Regions from separate parts of the Mus musculus genome. Here all the other regions are linked to region 2. Evidence: chromatin contacts called from public promoter capture Hi-C data. All regions are on one chromosome and are shown on one strand. Each heading gives the region's core, a stretch centred on a gene start, on an enhancer-like site or on the middle of the called end of the contact. The rest is flanking DNA. Distances are from core to core; before and after follow the strand shown.

The links. Promoter capture Hi-C pulls out the DNA fragments that hold promoters and counts their contacts. Capture Hi-C pulls out chosen DNA fragments and counts their contacts.
Region 1: a promoter capture Hi-C map of adipose tissue shows a contact between it and region 2, with 3 times the contacts expected there. The contact joins the promoter of Zfp568 here to the promoter of Zfp59 in region 2. A contact is called at or near these places in 2 of 39 promoter capture datasets (hippocampal neurons and liver), 1 of 115 datasets of contacts at active chromatin or transcription factors (astrocytes) and 2 of 9 other capture datasets (adipose tissue and liver).
Region 3: a contact with region 2 is called in a promoter capture Hi-C map of embryonic stem cells, with 2.2 times the contacts expected there. The contact joins the promoter of Hnrnpul1 here to the promoter of Zfp59 in region 2. A contact is called at or near these places in 2 of 39 promoter capture datasets (embryonic stem cells and liver).
Region 4: a promoter capture Hi-C map of cranial neural crest shows a contact between it and region 2. The contact joins the promoter of B9d2 here to the promoter of Zfp59 in region 2. A contact is called at or near these places in 4 of 39 promoter capture datasets (cranial neural crest, hippocampal neurons and liver).
Region 5: a contact with region 2 is called in a promoter capture Hi-C map of liver, with 7 times the contacts expected there. The contact joins the promoter of Zfp27 here to the promoter of Zfp59 in region 2. A contact is called at or near these places in 3 of 39 promoter capture datasets (the C10 cell line and liver), 1 of 115 datasets of contacts at active chromatin or transcription factors (astrocytes) and 2 of 9 other capture datasets (adipose tissue and macrophages).

Annotation. Positions count from the first base shown.
Region 1 is chr7:29,982,595-29,985,800 of GRCm38.p6, forward strand. Zfp568 (zinc finger protein 568) reads left to right here and starts at 1,361. Exons shown (of 10, transcript NM_001167872.1): 1 at 1,361-1,634; 2 at 2,666-2,732. It overlaps Gm31735 (a long non-coding RNA gene), which reads right to left and starts at 927. Exons shown (of 2, transcript XR_001778074.2): 1 at 839-927.
Region 2 is chr7:27,836,910-27,840,127 of GRCm38.p6, forward strand. It overlaps Zfp59 (zinc finger protein 59), which reads left to right and starts at 1,675. Exons shown (of 5, transcript NM_011762.3): 1 at 1,675-1,800.
Region 3 is chr7:25,753,216-25,756,567 of GRCm38.p6, forward strand. It overlaps Hnrnpul1 (heterogeneous nuclear ribonucleoprotein U-like 1), which reads right to left and starts at 1,544. Exons shown (of 15, transcript NM_144922.3): 1 at 1,126-1,544. The coding sequence starts at 1,420. It overlaps Axl (AXL receptor tyrosine kinase), which reads right to left. Exons shown (of 20, transcript NM_009465.4): 20 at 3,285-3,352.
Region 4 is chr7:25,678,945-25,682,333 of GRCm38.p6, forward strand. It overlaps B9d2 (B9 protein domain 2), which reads left to right and starts at 1,836. Exons shown (of 4, transcript NM_001362154.1): 1 at 1,836-2,034; 2 at 2,439-2,530. The coding sequence starts at 2,443. It also overlaps a transcript of Tmem91 not described here.
Region 5 is chr7:29,904,562-29,907,975 of GRCm38.p6, forward strand. Zfp27 (zinc finger protein 27) reads right to left here and starts at 1,543. Exons shown (of 5, transcript NM_001037707.1): 1 at 1,493-1,543. Mir7668 (microRNA 7668) reads left to right here and starts at 1,948; the gene lies at 1,948-2,006.

The DNA of each region.
Region 1 (3,206 bases), core at 111-2,610, 2.1 Mb after region 2:
TCAGGCTTGGAACATGGCTACCTCTATGCCTCTCTCTGACTTAATAATAGGTATAGCTATTCTTTTCTCCAATGGAGACAATATAGGGATCTATTTTCAAATGACAAGTCGTCATTAAGCAAGTACTTCCAGAGGCATTCAGATGTTGGGGTCATGGGGTGTGCAAATAATGAGGAAAGGACCAAGAAAGTCGGAAATAAACCACAAGTAAACTTTATACCCTCCCCCCGTCCCGTTCCCTCCCCCCCCCCCCCCCCCCCGGGAAAACACTTCTAACTGGTTAGGGTCACAAGTCAGCTTCGACCTTTGACAAAGGGAGAGAGCAGTCTCCTTTCTCCTTTTGAAGCATAAAGGCAGGAGCAGAGGTTCAGGGAACAATAAAGAAGGAATTTGTAAATTGAGGGTTAGTTCTGGAGCCCAGGGTGTGGCAGGTAGGAGGATGTTCATTCAGGCTCAAGGCTATTCTAAGACAGAGGTCTTATCTCAGCCTTTAGGGAGCTCGCCCAGGCCTGGTGGTTTTACTGCAGCTTGAAAGAAAGTAAGGCTTGCGGGCATGCAGTAAGATGGGGGCGGCCGTCCAATACCTGGGATCACTCTGGGCTCGGCACAAAGGAAAGCCCGGCTCTTTGTGGTTTGTAGTGCATTCTTTGCCTCTTTTGGGTAACTGACCTGGCAATGGGTAAAACTGGGAGTAGACATAAAAAAATTGTGACCCTCCAGGTCTTTCTTGGCCAGGCCAGAGATCATTACCAGCCTTGTCCCCATTATCCATCCTGCGTAGAGAATGGAGATTAGGAGAGAACTGGCACCCTGACCAATTTGCGAATCTAAACCTCACCTCAGAGATTGTTCCCAGGAGCAGAGTTCTGAAGTCACAACCACTCGGGTGACAGGAGCCCCATGGTTACATGCAAGATGCCACATAGAGGTAGGCACAGTCTTACACTTAAGCCACAACTCCACAACGACCAGACATTTCATGTCCTCATAGAAAAGCTATCAGAATGTATTACAAACAACCACAAAAACTATTCCAGGGCACTGCGTCCGCCCAGTCGCAAGGCTCCTGCCGAGAGGCTGGACAGGCCACTAGCCTTTCTGGGAAATGTAGTCCACAAAGGGACAGCCACCTAGCGCCCCCAGCGCCTCCTCTGGTTGTTCCGGAAAAGACCGTCCCCGCAGCTGCTCACGTCCAGCGCTGCTTCGCCGGCGGCGTCACCGTCTCGCCGCGCTAATGGGCTCAGCCACCTCGGCGCCTTCGGCCATGACTCCTGTCCCTAGCACAGGAAACGCCAGCCGAGCTCTGACCGGAAGTTGGGTCGGGCCGCGGGTCCTTCTGGGAGCACCTGTGCTCTGGGACATAACGGGCGCGCGCTGCCGCCCGAGTGGAGGGGCTGGCCGTGCGTGGCCCGCATGCCGCGTCTCTGAGGTTGCGTCTCGGGAGGTTTTGGCTGGTGGCGCTGCGGGGACCTCTCCACGGGAGAGGCACGGGTGGTCCGGTTTGCGCCGGCCGTGGGCTTCGGGCTGGGCGCGGGCTCTCGGGGGGCTCGGAGTATCCCGGGTCACAGCTTTGCGGAGAGCTCCGGGCCAGAAGGCGGGACTCAAGCCTGTTCGGAGCTGCAACCAAAAACCTGGTAAGAGTTTGTGCTACTCTGGAGATTTGGAGGGGGTGTGGTTGTGCGAGAGCGAGTGTCCTGTCGTGGCCATGTTTGGTGGTAAGGGGTTGAGTAAGGGTGTGGTGAGTGTGGGGATGGCGTGGCGTGTGCAATTGTACCGCGGAGTTCTTAGGTGTGTAGCATTTGGCGTAACTCGTAACTACGGGGAAAAAAAATCTGTACTTTCTAATGATTTCCCCCTCCTCATTGCCGCCCTTTCAACACTTTCTTCTCTAACTTTTTTCAGTTTTTCTTTCTATTATTACCTAATGGCTTGCTTGGCTTATTTAATTTTTAAAAAAATCTTTTCTTTTCTCTCCTTTCCTTTTCCTTTTTCTTTTTTTCTTTTTCTTTTCTTTTCTTTTCTTTTCTTTTCTTTTCTCTTCTTTCTTTCTTTTACCTTTGTAGTGTTGAATTTAAATCTAACGCTTCAATCACACCAGGCAAAAACTGTACCAATGAGCTACATTCCCAGCCCTGAAGTTAGTTTAATAATGGCTGAAAAAAATTCCTAAGCTCAATAGCAAACCAACTGGGATTCCTTCAGTTCACGTTGTTAGCAGATTCATTGCATTTAGCTGATCCAGGCTGTATTTGGTTGAAATTCAGATCTGCTCTCTGTTTGTTGTTTTCTGGTGCTCAAGTTAAAAAGAACTGATTCCAAACATATTTTCTTTTCACGGTGGATTATGGGAGCACAGGGGAGATCATGCAAAGACTCTAAAAAACCTCTGCTTCAAATGTGTCCATATTTAGCCAAAGAAAAGTTGTGTGGGTAAGCTTGTAGTCTATTAAAATAACTATTTGCCACATTAAGAAATCTCTAGAAATACTTTTATACTGGGTGTTACCGTTTAGTGCAAGTGCTCTTTGATGATAGTGTGCTCTTGTTTGCACTCTCTTGTGTGCACTCTCTAGCTCTGCTCTCTAGCTTGCTCACTAGCTCTCTCTCTCTCAAATTACATTTGTCACAAATTTTATATTCCAAACCCTTTGTCTTTATGTTTCAGGTTTCTCATGAGCAACATATCAGCTGAGTGTTTTTTAAACTCATTTGTCTGGCCTGACTGTTAATAGGTGAGTTTAATTCTGCTGTATTATCATACTACTGAAAACACGTTTTTATTGTTTATATTTACCTTGTTTCGGTACCCCCCTCACTGGCTTGGTTTCTGTTCTTGTCTGTGTGTACTTAGCAAAACCTCAAACTTAAACAAGACATTTACATGCTTGTACACCAAACTAGCTAGCCATCTCTTTCTGTCATCCTTGAGTAATATATTACATTATGTTGCAATACTTTAAAAAAAATTTTTTTTTTGTTTTTTTCAAGACAGGGTTTCTCTGTGTAGGCTTGGCTATCCTGGAACTCACTTTGTAGAACAGGCTGGGCTCAAACTCAGGAATCCACCTTCCTCTGCCTCCCGTGTGCTGGGATTAAAGGCGTGCCCCACCACTGCCCGAAATTCTTAAGCTGTGTGTGGTGACACATACCTGTGATTTTAGCATCCAGGAGGCTGACATTCAAGAAGTTCACATTCAAGGCCGCTT
Region 2 (3,218 bases), core at 425-2,924:
GAGGAGAAAACTTGAAAAGAAACACAGATGCATCTTTGTGTGAGGAGGAGGAGGGAGAAGCTATGCACACACAGAGCAGGAGACAGAGGCAGAAAGAGCTGAGAGCTGAGACTGGGGATGTGGCCTGCAGCACCCCAGGAAGAATTCAAGTGACTGTAGCTAAGGAAACACTTATGGTGGACATTAATCTCTAGTTACGTATTCAGCGCCCCATGGCTCCTGTGGAGAAAACAGAGGGCAATTAACTGATTTTACTTCCATGAAGGATAAGGGGTAGCACTAAGAAAAGAACTGTGACACAGGAAAGATGGAGCAGACCGACCAGAATCACACTGTGGAGAGAAAGGAGGACGGAACACATTGGATGACAGAAGGCTAAGCATCTTTATAAATGATCCAAAAGCCGGTGAAACAAAACCCAAGCTTTGCAGAAGCAGTCACTTGGGTCTGTCTGGAGACTCCTTGCCTACCTCAGTAATCTGCTCGTGGGATAACTCAAAATAGATGGAGTCTTTAATATTTAAAAGTGCAATACAAAATATATGAAGTAATAGATGCCCCGCCAAGAAAAAAGGATAAAAGAGAAAGCTTTCCACAGCAACATCTTCAGGTAATGAGCGTTTCTCCCACAGGTGAGCGTACAGGAACAGTTCCCTTTCCAGATCCCCTCGTGTCATTAGAGCTTAAGTGTCTCCATTTTTATTGACTTCACTCAGAGTTGAGATGCTGTCCAAATCAGCTATGCTCTGTTGCTCTTGGAGGGTGTTGTTCTATCAGTTTTTTAAATTGACAACATTTGAATGTGTTGATTGATTTTGCTATCATTCCCTATTGTTCTAGCGGGACTTCCCCCCTCTTCATGTTTAAAGGTGTGCTATTTGAGTATACTCTGAGTTAATTTTGTTTATGTATTTATGTACTTATTTGTTTGAGACATTTGGGGTATCCTCTGAATTTTAGTTTATTTAGTCCTTTCAAGACAGTAGGAGTGTATTCTGAGTTTATTTTTAATTAATTTTTTTCAGACACCTCCTCTGCCTCCTTAGGGCGGTGACTAAAGGCATGTGCCACCATAATCTGAGTGTATTTTAGTTCTTAGACAGGGTTTCACTGGGTAGTCCTCGGTGGTCTCTTCTCACAGACATGCAGCTGGCTGTGCCTCCCCATCGCTGGGATAAAAGCCATTGCTACCACGCCCATGTTTACTGTCACTTGATGACTTGGCCTCTTTATTAATCTACCTCCATTTTATAATCGACCTGAGTTTTCTTTTGATCATGCGAAGATGGTTACTTTGAATCTGCTAGAGTATTTATCTTTAATATATTTTCTGTAGTTAACACATAGCTGGGTCTGACTTTTCAAATCTAAATGTGGCAAATTTTGGCGTTTAGACGATTTACAGTACTTTTAATGCGATTAGTTTTATTAAGAGGCTCGTCTAGCCTGCCTAACGGACACAGTTCTGTTGGTACATAGCGATACGGTCCTCAGTCACATTTTCTATCTAAAGCAGGGAATTCAGACTCCTCCGTCTTCTCTACAGGAGAAAGAAAATCAGTTACGCGGAGAACCGGAAGTACCTTTTGCTCAAAGGAGGGCGCCTCCCCTTTAAGCGCGCACCCACGTGGGCACTCCCACAAGCCACTGGACTCGGTTTTCTGATGGGCTGGCCCGAGTTGCACGCCGGGATCTCCGGGACGCTCCAGGCTTCTCCAGGGCTTTGCTTGTGACAACTGTGTTTTCCGGGACCACCGCGCCGGAAGTAGCGCATAGGCTTTTGGTTTATGTCTCCCCAGAGTAAGACCGGAGCCAGCGGGCTGGGAGGGGTGTGTACAGGCGGTGGGGTGGCTGTATGGTGTGTGTGTGTGTGTGTGTGTGTGTCTTTGAGTCTAACTGTATACACACCTTGAGCTCTCTGCATAATCTGTGTCTCTGTGCTTGTCGCTGTCTGCTCCTGCTTTCTCTCAGGGACACAGGGACTAAAGCAGAGGACCAAGCTTCAGTAAGGGGAGGTCAGGTGCGGGGTCTGAAGGGAAGCTTTCCCCGAGGCTCAGACTTGAGCTTAGGGCTATAATTTAAGGACGGGGGTGTCGTCTTGGAGGGAGGGTACTTGTTGAGTCCCCTGACTTTCTCAGAGCTGCAGCCATTGAGCATGCTCTCAGATATGGTCTGCGATCTCATGCTTACTCAGGCTTCCCTAGGTGGCCATTCCAAAGGAGGGCTGGAGAGGGATGTGGATTCAAGAATGAGTTTTCTGTTTCTGTTTGAAAAATGAGGTTTTAGTTTTAGAATATGGAATGGAAGTGAGGGAAGGAGGAACAGGCGAATTGATACCTCCACCATTGTGTCCCTTACATTGTCCCTGCCCTTTCCACTTAGTTTCAATGATCCGTGGCGTCTTCTCCCACAATCTCTACCTTTTCCTGAGATGTTGTAACTAGGAATTTCTAGAGGGTAGCGTTAGGGCTCTCAACTAAATCAATTTGTATCTTGATGGTGTCACACCTCAGATGGCCTTTGATCTTTACAGGCCTTCATTCGAAGCAAGGGAAGAATGTAGGCGATAGATGGTCTGGTCACCAGGGAGGATTTGGGGAGTGGGAAAGTAATAGCACTGAATTTGGCATCCTTGAGGACTAGGTATTTTGTGTGTGTGTGTGTGTGTGTGTGTGTGTGTGTGTGTGTAAAATGGGTAATGTTGGCCAGATGCAGATGAGCAATGCCATGTTTAAATATAGGGATGTGGATCTGTGGTATCCCGTTGGAGTCTTGGTTCTGTCCCCTCAGGCTCTCCAGGCCTGTCAGGAACCTTAGGATGCCTGTGGTGAAGTCTGTTAGCGCAGTGCCGCCATATCCTAAGGGCCTGGTGTGCTTTAGTTGTTGCTCTGTGAGGTCATTTTGGGTTCCTTACCTGGTTATTGCCGCTGGGACAGGGCCAGGGGATGTGGGCCACAAGCGTGGATGGCTGCTCCGGACCTAAGGCTGGTTTGTATAATCATGTACATTCCCTCTTTTAAGGAAAGTCCCCCCCTCTTAATGATAATGTCTCCGTGATAATCAAAGACAGCATGAGTCAAGGTGTGGCTAATGTCTCCACAAAATGGGACCTTCAGAACAGCACTTAAGGCTGTGGGAAAGAACTCTAAAAACATGGATTCAAAAACAAATAATTTCTCAAATAATGAGGATGCGGTATGAATTATATGAGGGGGCTT
Region 3 (3,352 bases), core at 294-2,793, 2.1 Mb before region 2:
CTGCTTCATCATGAGGCCCCCAGCCAAAGCAACAGGTTTTCTTTCTTTTTCATACCCTCCACACTTCCCTCCCCCACACCTGCTAGACTAGCCACATGATCCCTGGCACACACAAGGGTCCCACCAGAGTTACCAACTCATTCCCCACAACTCCTGTTTCAAAAACTACCCATAGTTAAGAATGCAAGGCCACTCAGCAGAAACCACAGAGTACTAACCTGAGTCCTTCCAATTCTAGGCCCTCTAGTTTCTTTGTCCATGAGAAGATTCTGTCCTTTCTTGTCACCATTTAGATCCCAAATCTCCTCTGGAAGCCAACTAGATAGCCTAGACCTCCCAGTACCAAACATACAAGTTGTACCTGCCCTCAAGGTTGACCCTGTAACCTCGAGGAAATGTAGGAGTTGGGGATAGGGGTTTCCAAATCTGCTGGTCTTTCATTACCTCCTAAAAGGCCACCTGGCACACACTGGAGAGTTCAGTCCATGTTTTGGGAGACTCTTCCCAGCCTTGGACACCCGTAGGTCCAAAGTGCCAGTCCACCCCCAGCACTAAGCAGATCTTATCCCATCCGTGAAGAAAATCAAAGATCTTCTACCCTTAAAATTCTCCCTGACCTGCACCCTAGGCCATTCTTCCGCTACCTGAAAATCCAGCTTTTGAGACTCAGCCCAAACGGTGGACTAGCATGGCTACCCCAAGCTGTCAGCTCACCGCTCGGCTAGAATCTCTCATTTTCCAAGACGCCGCCCCCCGACACCCCTTTCCCTAAAACGTCTAGTTCTTCCGACTTTTTCCAACTCAAAGCCACAAAACAGAACCCCAAAGCAGTTTCCAGTCTCCGAATCCCAGGATATAAAATCCTCCCCGCCCGCCCGCTAGGACCCTGGTCGCCTTAAAATAAAATCCATCCCCCTCCACACGGTTTTCCTTGCACCGAAGGCCAGGATCCGCCCTCAGGCTGCCCCGAGGCCCTGGCCGCAGATCCTTTACAACGGCAGGTGGCAGGATCCCTGGCTCCTCAGACCATCTCCTGGATCTCTGTGGAGTCGAGCTCCCGCGTCCCACAGCCCGTCCTCGGCCCGGACTCCAGGCTCCCCGGTCCCCCGCCCCGCGCACTCTCACAATGTCCGTCCGGCCCCGAGTAGCCGCCGGGCTCCGGGTGCGGCTGCAGCCCGGGCGGCGGTGGCTGCGCGGTCCCCTCCAGCTCGGAGCCCCCCTCGGTCTCGACCTCCTCGTTGTTGTGCCCAGGTAACCCCGGATCGTCGTCAGCCTCGAGCTCCCGTTCGTCTTCGGGCTCCTCGGCCTCTAGCGCCGCCAGCAGCCGCTCAGCAAGCTCGGCCTTCAGGCCGCGAGTGTCCAGGCCGCGGCGCTGCAGCTCCTCGCGAAGTTCGTTCACCTTCAGGCGACGCACATCCATGGCCCGGGCCCCCGGGGCGGCCCCCGAGCCTGGCCCGGCCTCCCAGGGCTCTGTCCCCCCTAAACCTTGCCTGTCAGGAGGCGAAGGGGGAAAAGGGGGGGCCACTCCAATGGCGGCGGCGGCTCAAGATGGCCGCCGCCGCCTCCTCCCCCTTGCCCGGACCGTACGATGTAAAACGAGTCTCAATTGGTCAGCGCATGGGGCAACGGGCGCGGGCCCGGGAACCAAGCCAATCACAGTGTGGCTTTCAAAAGAACGGTACTAGAGGGCTCAGGAGCTGCCTAAGAGGAAGCGTTAGCCTACGTTGAAGTCGCGGCCAGAGTGGAGGGCGGGAAAAGGCGAGAGGCGGAGCAAGCGCTGATTGGGTAGCGCTCGCGCGCCCGCTGCGGTACAGTCAAATGAAGGAAAGGGAGTAACGACTTGGAGCCATTAGCAGCCAGATCTCAGAACAACCGCCCAGTCTCTCCGCGCCGTGCTTCCCTCAGACTCTCTGTAAAACACATTCTAACTGGTCTTCATCTCACGCCCCCTCGCGGAGGCCAAGCGGGTAAAACCACCACAACCAATCAAATGCGGCGGGAAGAGGCCGGCCAACCCTCGTCTTTCCTGTTGCCTTTCGGGAACCGGAAGGAGATTAATTCACCGAGGCCCCGCCCCTTGCCGTTAGGGCGGTTTCAAAACAACCTGTTCGCCAATCGCAGTTACTGTTATATTTCACCACTGCCAGAGCTTGAGCGCTTTAGAAAAAGCGAACTAGATTGGCCATTCTTGAGAGGCTTGCCTCTCAAAGTTCTCCGTACAGCAGGGTATAATACGGAATGAAAATCAAGTGGATCTGTTACTCATCGTTTGTTAGAAACCCAGTTGCCTTTATGAGAAACAACAACAACAAAATTGGTCCTGGAGAGCGCTGAAGGGTTGAAAGCAGGGGCTAGGCTAACAACGGGAGAAAAGTTGTGTGGTAAATCGCACCCCTCCCTTTGATGCACAACCTCCCAGGGCGCTTTCTCTATGGTTGCTAGACAAGCCACTCTGCACGCAACCATAGAGCCTTCCCGCTCTGGGCATAGCTGCAGAAGTTCGCGGCTTTCCATCTCGAATCCATTAAACCGTTGTTGCTCAACCTCAATCTTGCTGTGTCTACTCTGACCAATTCGCACACGAGAATCCGTAATTACGACAGGTTGTGTTAATCCATACACCTGTCGCCCTTTGCTCAGAAGACAAAAACTTAGTGAAATAACACCGAGACGCACAACGCAAATGTGCACCGACATCTATAGCCTTAACTCCCAACAAAAGCCACAAACACTCTCTATTAGACACACGCAAACATCCCACAATAAATGAATAGGCGTGACAGGCCAAAAGCATCAATTCAGGATAAGACTTCAAACGGCAGTGTAGGTGTGGCACAAGCATGCAGCATCGTGCGACAAAGCTCAGCTAAGACAGTTCACGCTACAAGCTCACACCACAGCAACCTAGACACACAGCACCCACTCAGCAGCGGGACAGACACTCACGTGGGCCCGAGGTTCCAGTCCAGACACCCCGCCCCTCGCCCACGTCGGACTTCCTCTCTCCTCCCAGCTGACCACAATGATTTGTTTTTTGAAAGAAAAAAAAAAAAAAAAAACTTTGTGGCCCGGATTGAACTGTACCCAGTTCTCAGGAACCACCACCGGGGGGCGACCGGGCGCCGCATAGGGTTCTTGAAATGGTAGTAGTCACAGACTAGGAAAAAGTGAAGACTCGGATCTTTGTCCATCTGTGGTTCGAGGTGTTCTGGTCCATCTTTCCTCAACAATCTGAATGTTTGCCTATGTGAGAATCTTTTGTACTAGTCTGGGCATGTTAGTTTATTTTCTTCTTTATTAAGACAGTCTCATGTAGCCCAGGCTGGCCTGCATCTCTCTGTGAAATCAAGGT
Region 4 (3,389 bases), core at 586-3,085, 2.2 Mb before region 2:
TCCACCGAGACGTTCGCTTACTGTGTGTGCACTTTTCTGTACCTAATACTTACAAAGTGATGTTCTTGAAGAAGGTGGTTCAGATCCTTCTGTTCCTAAAATGAGTCAGTGGCAGAAGAAAGCAAGGTGTGAAGCCCTATTCCAGCTGCCATGGAGAACACCATGGCAACCACGTGGTTCTAGACTCCCATTTCCAGTGAATACCTGAATAAAGTGTGGGCTCTAGTTACACTGAATGCACTGTGACACTCCAAAGGAGGGAAATTCGGACACACACTTACAATGTGGATGAGCCTGCATGACAGAATTACTGAATTAAATAAGTCAATACAACAAATACTGTATGGCCTGGAGAAATGGCTCAGTTGGCAAGAGCATAGTGTGCTCTCGCATAGGTCTCAAGTTCCATTCTTACCGTGTGTCCTGGGTGGTCACTACTGCCTGCAATGCACTCTCCAGAACGCCAGATACTCTCCTGTAGCCTTGGCAGGCACTGCATGCACCTGGTGCTCAGATATACGTGAAAAACACCAGTGCAAACAACAGATGTTTAAAAAGCAAGCACACAAAAACAGTGGTGTTAGTGTTGGTAACACATATCCTGAAAATTGGAAGGAAAAAAAAGTGGATAGCTTCTAGGGACAACCTTGGAGGTTGGTGAGCTAGCTTCTGGCCTCTACATATGCACCATACAAACAACCACCCATACACCTGAACACACCACACACACACACACACACACACACACACACACACACACACCACACAGACGAGCTATCTTCTGGCCTCTACATATGCACCATACAAACAACCACCCATACACCTGAACACACCACACACACACACACACACACACACACGACTTAAGTTCTTGTTTTAGTTTTAGTTTGTTTGTTTAAGGGGGATTGGCCTGGAACTCACTTAATAGCCCAGGCTGGCTTTAAATTTGCAGCATTCCTCCTGCCTCAGTCTCTCATGAGCCACAATACTCATCATAAAATTTTTAAAATTTGTTTCCGACTTGGGAAAAAAATATATATATATAAAGGAGAGAGGCTTTCTTCCCTGACTTCCTGCCAAAGGGGCTTCTTCCTTCCTTTTGTAGGATTTATTTTTATTATTTGTGTATGCCACCTGTGCGCGGGGCAGGGGTTGAGGGTGGGAAGTGTCCTCTGGGACGCCAGAAGAGGGCAGAGTTGGAGCTGGAGTTACAGAATGCTGGGAACCGAACTCCAGTTCTCTGGAAGTGAGGCAAGCGCTCTTGTTGCACCATCTCTCCAGCCCCGTCTTCCTCATTTATCTTTACTCCAACCTGTTTGTTCAAAACCAGCTGCTAGAATGAACTTTGCAGTGACTCTGAGAAAGAACTTGGACTTCTCAGTCCTTGAGAAATCTGAGGAAGCTCTGAAAACTGAAGAGAAACCCACTTCCCAATTTCTCTAGTGTCAGAATATGGAGGTCCTTTTTTCCCCTCCAGCTACAACATAGAGATGACTACTATGGGAGTCCCTTTAGGTGCCCGTTTAGTGTCGGCTGGCTCCATTCTGGCTGTGATCCTGAACAGGAAAGGTGTTTTGTTTTGAGGAAGCAAAGAGCATCAATAGATTTGCTTATTGCGTGAAGAAGATATGGAGAGGAAACAGTTGGCGTTCTAACTTCCTCAACTGCTGATAGAGATAACCCGCCAGGCCTCCCACTCTGGGGCGTAAGGCGTCGCAGGAGCAAGACCTATGCAATTCTCGCAAAAAAGTCCCGAATGACCGCGTCCATCACGACTACGCCCCGCCCCCCAGAGGGCAGCTATAGCACCAATCATCAGCACGCAGGGCGGGCTCAGGGGAGGAACCTGCTGTTGCCCCAGCAACAGTCGGGGCACCCCAGGAGAGCGAGGCTGCGGATCTATCTACCTCAGATCTCCCTCCGCCTGGAAGGGCCCGGGAGGGGAGCGAGACTAGTCTCGACGGCGCCCGCAAAGAAGCCCGTGAACTACCATCCCCGAGGCAGCTTTCACTTCTAACGGTCAAGTACGCGGAGGTAGGAATGACGCATGCGCTACGCCTACGGGCAAGGGTAAAGCGGCCCTACACCCGAGACGAGACGCATGCGCCTTTTGAAGCTTGGCTGATCTGCCGCGAAGGGGCGGGGCCTTGCACATGTGGGCGGGGCCACAACCCTGGGGCGGGGCTTTCTAAGCGTCTGAGCCTTGGTTTATTTATTGGTGCAGGTTCCCACACCTCTGGGAGACTTCCCCATTTTTCTTGGGCTTTTCTGGGGACGTGGCTTGTATCTGTGATGAAGGCCACATTGTCAGTGGGTTGGTGGAACTAGCTTAGAATCACAGTGCTGTTCTTTATGTGATAGGCTTCAGTTTTCCCAGCTGTCAGATGGAAATAATACAGTTACCTCACAGGGTTGTGATTGAATTTTTCCTTTCCTAGAGCCATGGCTGAAGTGCACGTGATCGGGCAGATCATAGGGGCCACCGGTTTCTCGGAAAGCAGCCTCTTTTGCAAGTGGGGCATCCACACAGGTATCCTCCTCACACCTTGTTCATCTCCCAAACAATACCCAGCTCCCTCCCCTAGCCTAAGTCTCCATGTTCCTTCCTCGATTCTCCAATGAACTCATACTGTTTGCTTCTCTTTATCCTTGTCTTTCATGTTATCTCACCATCGGAAAACATAGCCCCTAAGCATATGGGGCTGTGACATAGAAAACACGCGCGCACACACACACACACACACACACACACACACACACACTTCCTGTCCTCAGGCCAGTAGACAAACTAGGTGTGCTTATGCATATCTGTAATTCCAGCACCTAGGAAGCCTTCTATTACAAGTTTGGGGCCCTGTCTCAAAGAAAAGAGCACAAAATATATACAAGATTATTGTAAGTTCTAGGGAAAAAAAGAAAGTGATGTGCTGGGGGCTGATTTGGGATGTGGAGGTCTGAGATCAGAGAAAGCCTTTCTGTGCAAGTGGCACTTGAATTGGGGGGCAGGAGGAAAACAGCCGGAAATGGGCACCCAGTAGCAGACGTTTCAGGGCAAAAGGAACAGCCGCTGCCAAGGCCTTGAGGCAAGGGAACAGGATGGGACCAGTGAGGCTTGAGGGTGGGGAGCGGCAGTGGCAGATGAGTGACAGGATCCAGGTCACACATGGGCCTTCGTGGCAACAGTGAGGAGTCTGAAAGCTTCGTGTGTGTGTGTGTGTGTGTGTGTGTGTGTGTGTGTGTGTGTGTGTGTGTTGGGAGGGGGCAGTTAGAATCCCAGAGAGCAGATAAGGTGAAGGCATTGCCCAGAGCGTTTAGCAGAGCATCTGGGGTGTAGTGCTCAGTATGTGGGCACTGCTTCTCCTTGCTCCTCACTGGGGTTGTGATGTGCT
Region 5 (3,414 bases), core at 293-2,792, 2.1 Mb after region 2:
ATTGCTACAATATTCCTTGAACTACTTAGTCATACCTATTATTAAAAATAACTGGAGGGATGTAGTAAGGGTTGGTGAGACCAAAATACATTGTATACATATAGACTCTTCAAAAAATAAATATATTTTGTAAAAATACACATAAGTGTTGATAACAATATAACTTCAAACATATAAACCAGAAATGGACCAAAGAGAGATGGACAAATTACATTTCCATTGTGAGCAATATCCCTCCACAACTAAGCAGACAAAAAAAAAAAAAAAAAAAATCTCTAAGGGGGCTGGAGATATGGCTCAGCAGTTAAGAGCACTGACTGTTCTTCCAGAGGTTCTGAGTTCAATTCCCAGCAACCACATGGTGGCTCACAGCCATCTGTAATGGGATCTGATACCCTCTTCTGGTGTGTCTGAAGACAGCTACAGTGTACTCATATACATAAAATAAATAAATTTAAAAACCAAATCTGTAATGTCTGCTGGTGTGGTGATACAGGCCTTTAATCCCAGAAATCTGGAGGTATAGGAGGGTGGATCTCTGTGAGTTTGAGACCAACCTGGTCTACAGAGTGAGTTCCAGGACAGCCAGGGCTCCAAAAAACAAAACAAAACAAAGGCAAAACTGTAAGGTCATATGATGGTCACACAATATATATGTGTATTTGTGTATGTATATGTGTGTGTGTATATATATATATATATATATATATATATATATATCCATACATACATATATGTGTGTGTGTGTGTGTGTGTGTGGTTTTTTTGTTTGTTTGTTTGTTTGTTTTTTTTTTTGCTTTTCGAGGCAGGGTTTCTCTATGTAGCCCTGGCTGCCTGGAACTCACTCTGTAGACCAGGTTGGCCTCGAACTCAGAAATCTGCCTGCCTCTGCCTCCCAAGTGCTGGGATTAAATATATTAATATATATCACAACATATTGCGATATATGTATATACATAAGCATACACACACAACACAATTGAGGAACGATTATTTTTATGCAATGTGGCATTTATGAAAAGTGATTATGGTATCGACCATAAAACATTTTTCAGCTAGACCACTACCCAGAGATATTATCTGAAACAGAAAATGCATTTCCAAATGACTCCTGGATCACAGAAAACGAATTAAAAAAGAAAGCCATTTATATTTAAAAGACAATAAAAAATCTACATATAAATACATAAGAATGTAAAGTATTACATTAACCAAGGCTAAAAATTAATAAGCTAAACTTTGGGGTTAGAAAGCAAACTTATCAAAAACCCCACGAGACCCTCAGCCACTCATCACATTCCCTAACATCACTCACTTGTCATCACAATCACACATCACCCGGCCGACCTCCCTCCTCCAAAACTCAGAGTTCCGTTATTGATCGGAGAAATCCTTGCCACTGACAACCATCAACACAGCAGACAGCACCCGGTCACTAACTCCCAACATAGGCACACACTACTGACTCCACAGAATTCTAGTTGAAACCAACCGGAATCATCTCGGATGACTTCTTGCCCTTAAGACTCAATGGAAGCAGCACGGGGGAGGGGGAGGGGGAGGGAACCACCTTCAAGCACCAAGGTCACTTCCGGTCTTAAAAAAAAAAAGGCCCTGGGCTATTAGTACTGCGCATGCTCAGCATTACCTCCGATGCCAGAGGACTCCAATAACCCACAGCGTGCTTACATAGCTTCAAGATCCTTTGTACACAATTCCTTAGGAGGATCGATTAACATAGTCGTGCCCAGAGATGCCGCGTAGGCCGCCATCTTTCAAATTTACGCATTCCGTACAGCAGAGGAATAGCTATCCAGCCAGATTACACGGAATGAGATAAAGAACGTAGACCCAAGCACTGTGGCCCACGTCCGAGCATCATCCGATAAGAGGAGGTTCTTCTGGACACGGGGTCATGAGTTCTGTAACACTGAGAAACCTAGTTGCCACTCTGAATAACCTGCTCTCTGTGGAAGAAACCATGCGGTGCAGGGGATTCAGAGGAGAAAAAAAAAAAATTGAGAGGGCTTGTGGGAGAAACCATGTGGAAATGAGGGGACAAATCAAAGTGGTACAATCCACTTTGTAAAAAAAAAAAAAAAAACCATTCATGAAAAAGGTAGAAAAAAACCAGCAACTCCAAGAGCATCAGACCAGTATCAGAAGCAACTGGAAGAGTGTCAAAATCTTTAACAAGACAAACCACATTGGGAGATAAAGTAGAATCTGGGATAAATCCCTTGGAAGATACCGCCGTGAAGCTCCCTTCACGTCAGGGTGTCGGAAGGACAGAGAAGAATGCATGGGTGAAGCCCATCCGTTTCCGTTATTCTCCACTCTAACCACCTCAAGTAAACTAGTAGGCAGCTGTAAGAAAAAGAATAGTTTAATGCTAGGCGTGATGGCACCAACATGTGATTAAAAGCACGTAAAATTAAAATATAATTAATGGATAGCAATCTCCTTAGTGTGTAAATGAAGCCTTAATTTAATACCATGGCTCACCCTCTAAATATCTAATTAAGCTCAAAAGACTGACATTACAAGCTGAAATAGGGCCGGGCGTGCTGGTGCACGCCTTTAATCCCAACACTCGGGAGGCAGAGACAGGTGGATTTCTGAGTTCGAGGCCAGCCTGGTCTACAAAGTGAGTTCTAGGACACCCAGGGCTATAAAGAGAAACCCTGTCTCAAAAAACCAAACCAAACAAACAAACAATGCTTGCTTATACTGCTCTGCCTAGGACCGGAGTTCTGTTCCCAGCTCACAAATCTGTCTGTAACCCTAGGTGATGTAACATCCCTTTCTGACCTTTACAGGCAAATACAGGAAAAACAAGCCAGCGATGGTGGCACACTCCTTTAATCCCAGCACTAGGGAGGTAGAGGCAGGCAGAGATTTCTGAGTTCGAGGCCAGCCTGGTCCACAGAGTGAGTTCCAGGACAGCCAAGGGCTACACTCTGTCTCAAAAGACAGAGAGAGAGCGAGAAGAATTGTAAACAAACGCTTCTATTTCCTTTATTAAAATCAACTAATTTAGAGATTACTGTAACAACCACAAACGTGTGACTAGATATACAAACTCATACACATAACTCATAAAATAGAATATTGTGCAGCTAAGAAAGGAAATATTTATATAGAAATGAGTCCCATAAACACCAAAGTAAAACGGTGTACCCAGTGTATGATGAAGCTTGCCTTTGGTCCAAGCATTTGTGAGACAGAGACAGACTGATCTACGTGAGTTTAGTGCAAACCAAGTCTGCATAGTGACTTGCAAGTCCGCCTAGAGTGAGACCCAGACTCAAAATAAATAAAAATTCGAAGAGAATTTTTTTCACTACGTTATAACAGAACCCTATACCTATTCGGGAACAACCACTCGTTTACAATTCTTCCTAAATCTGATAG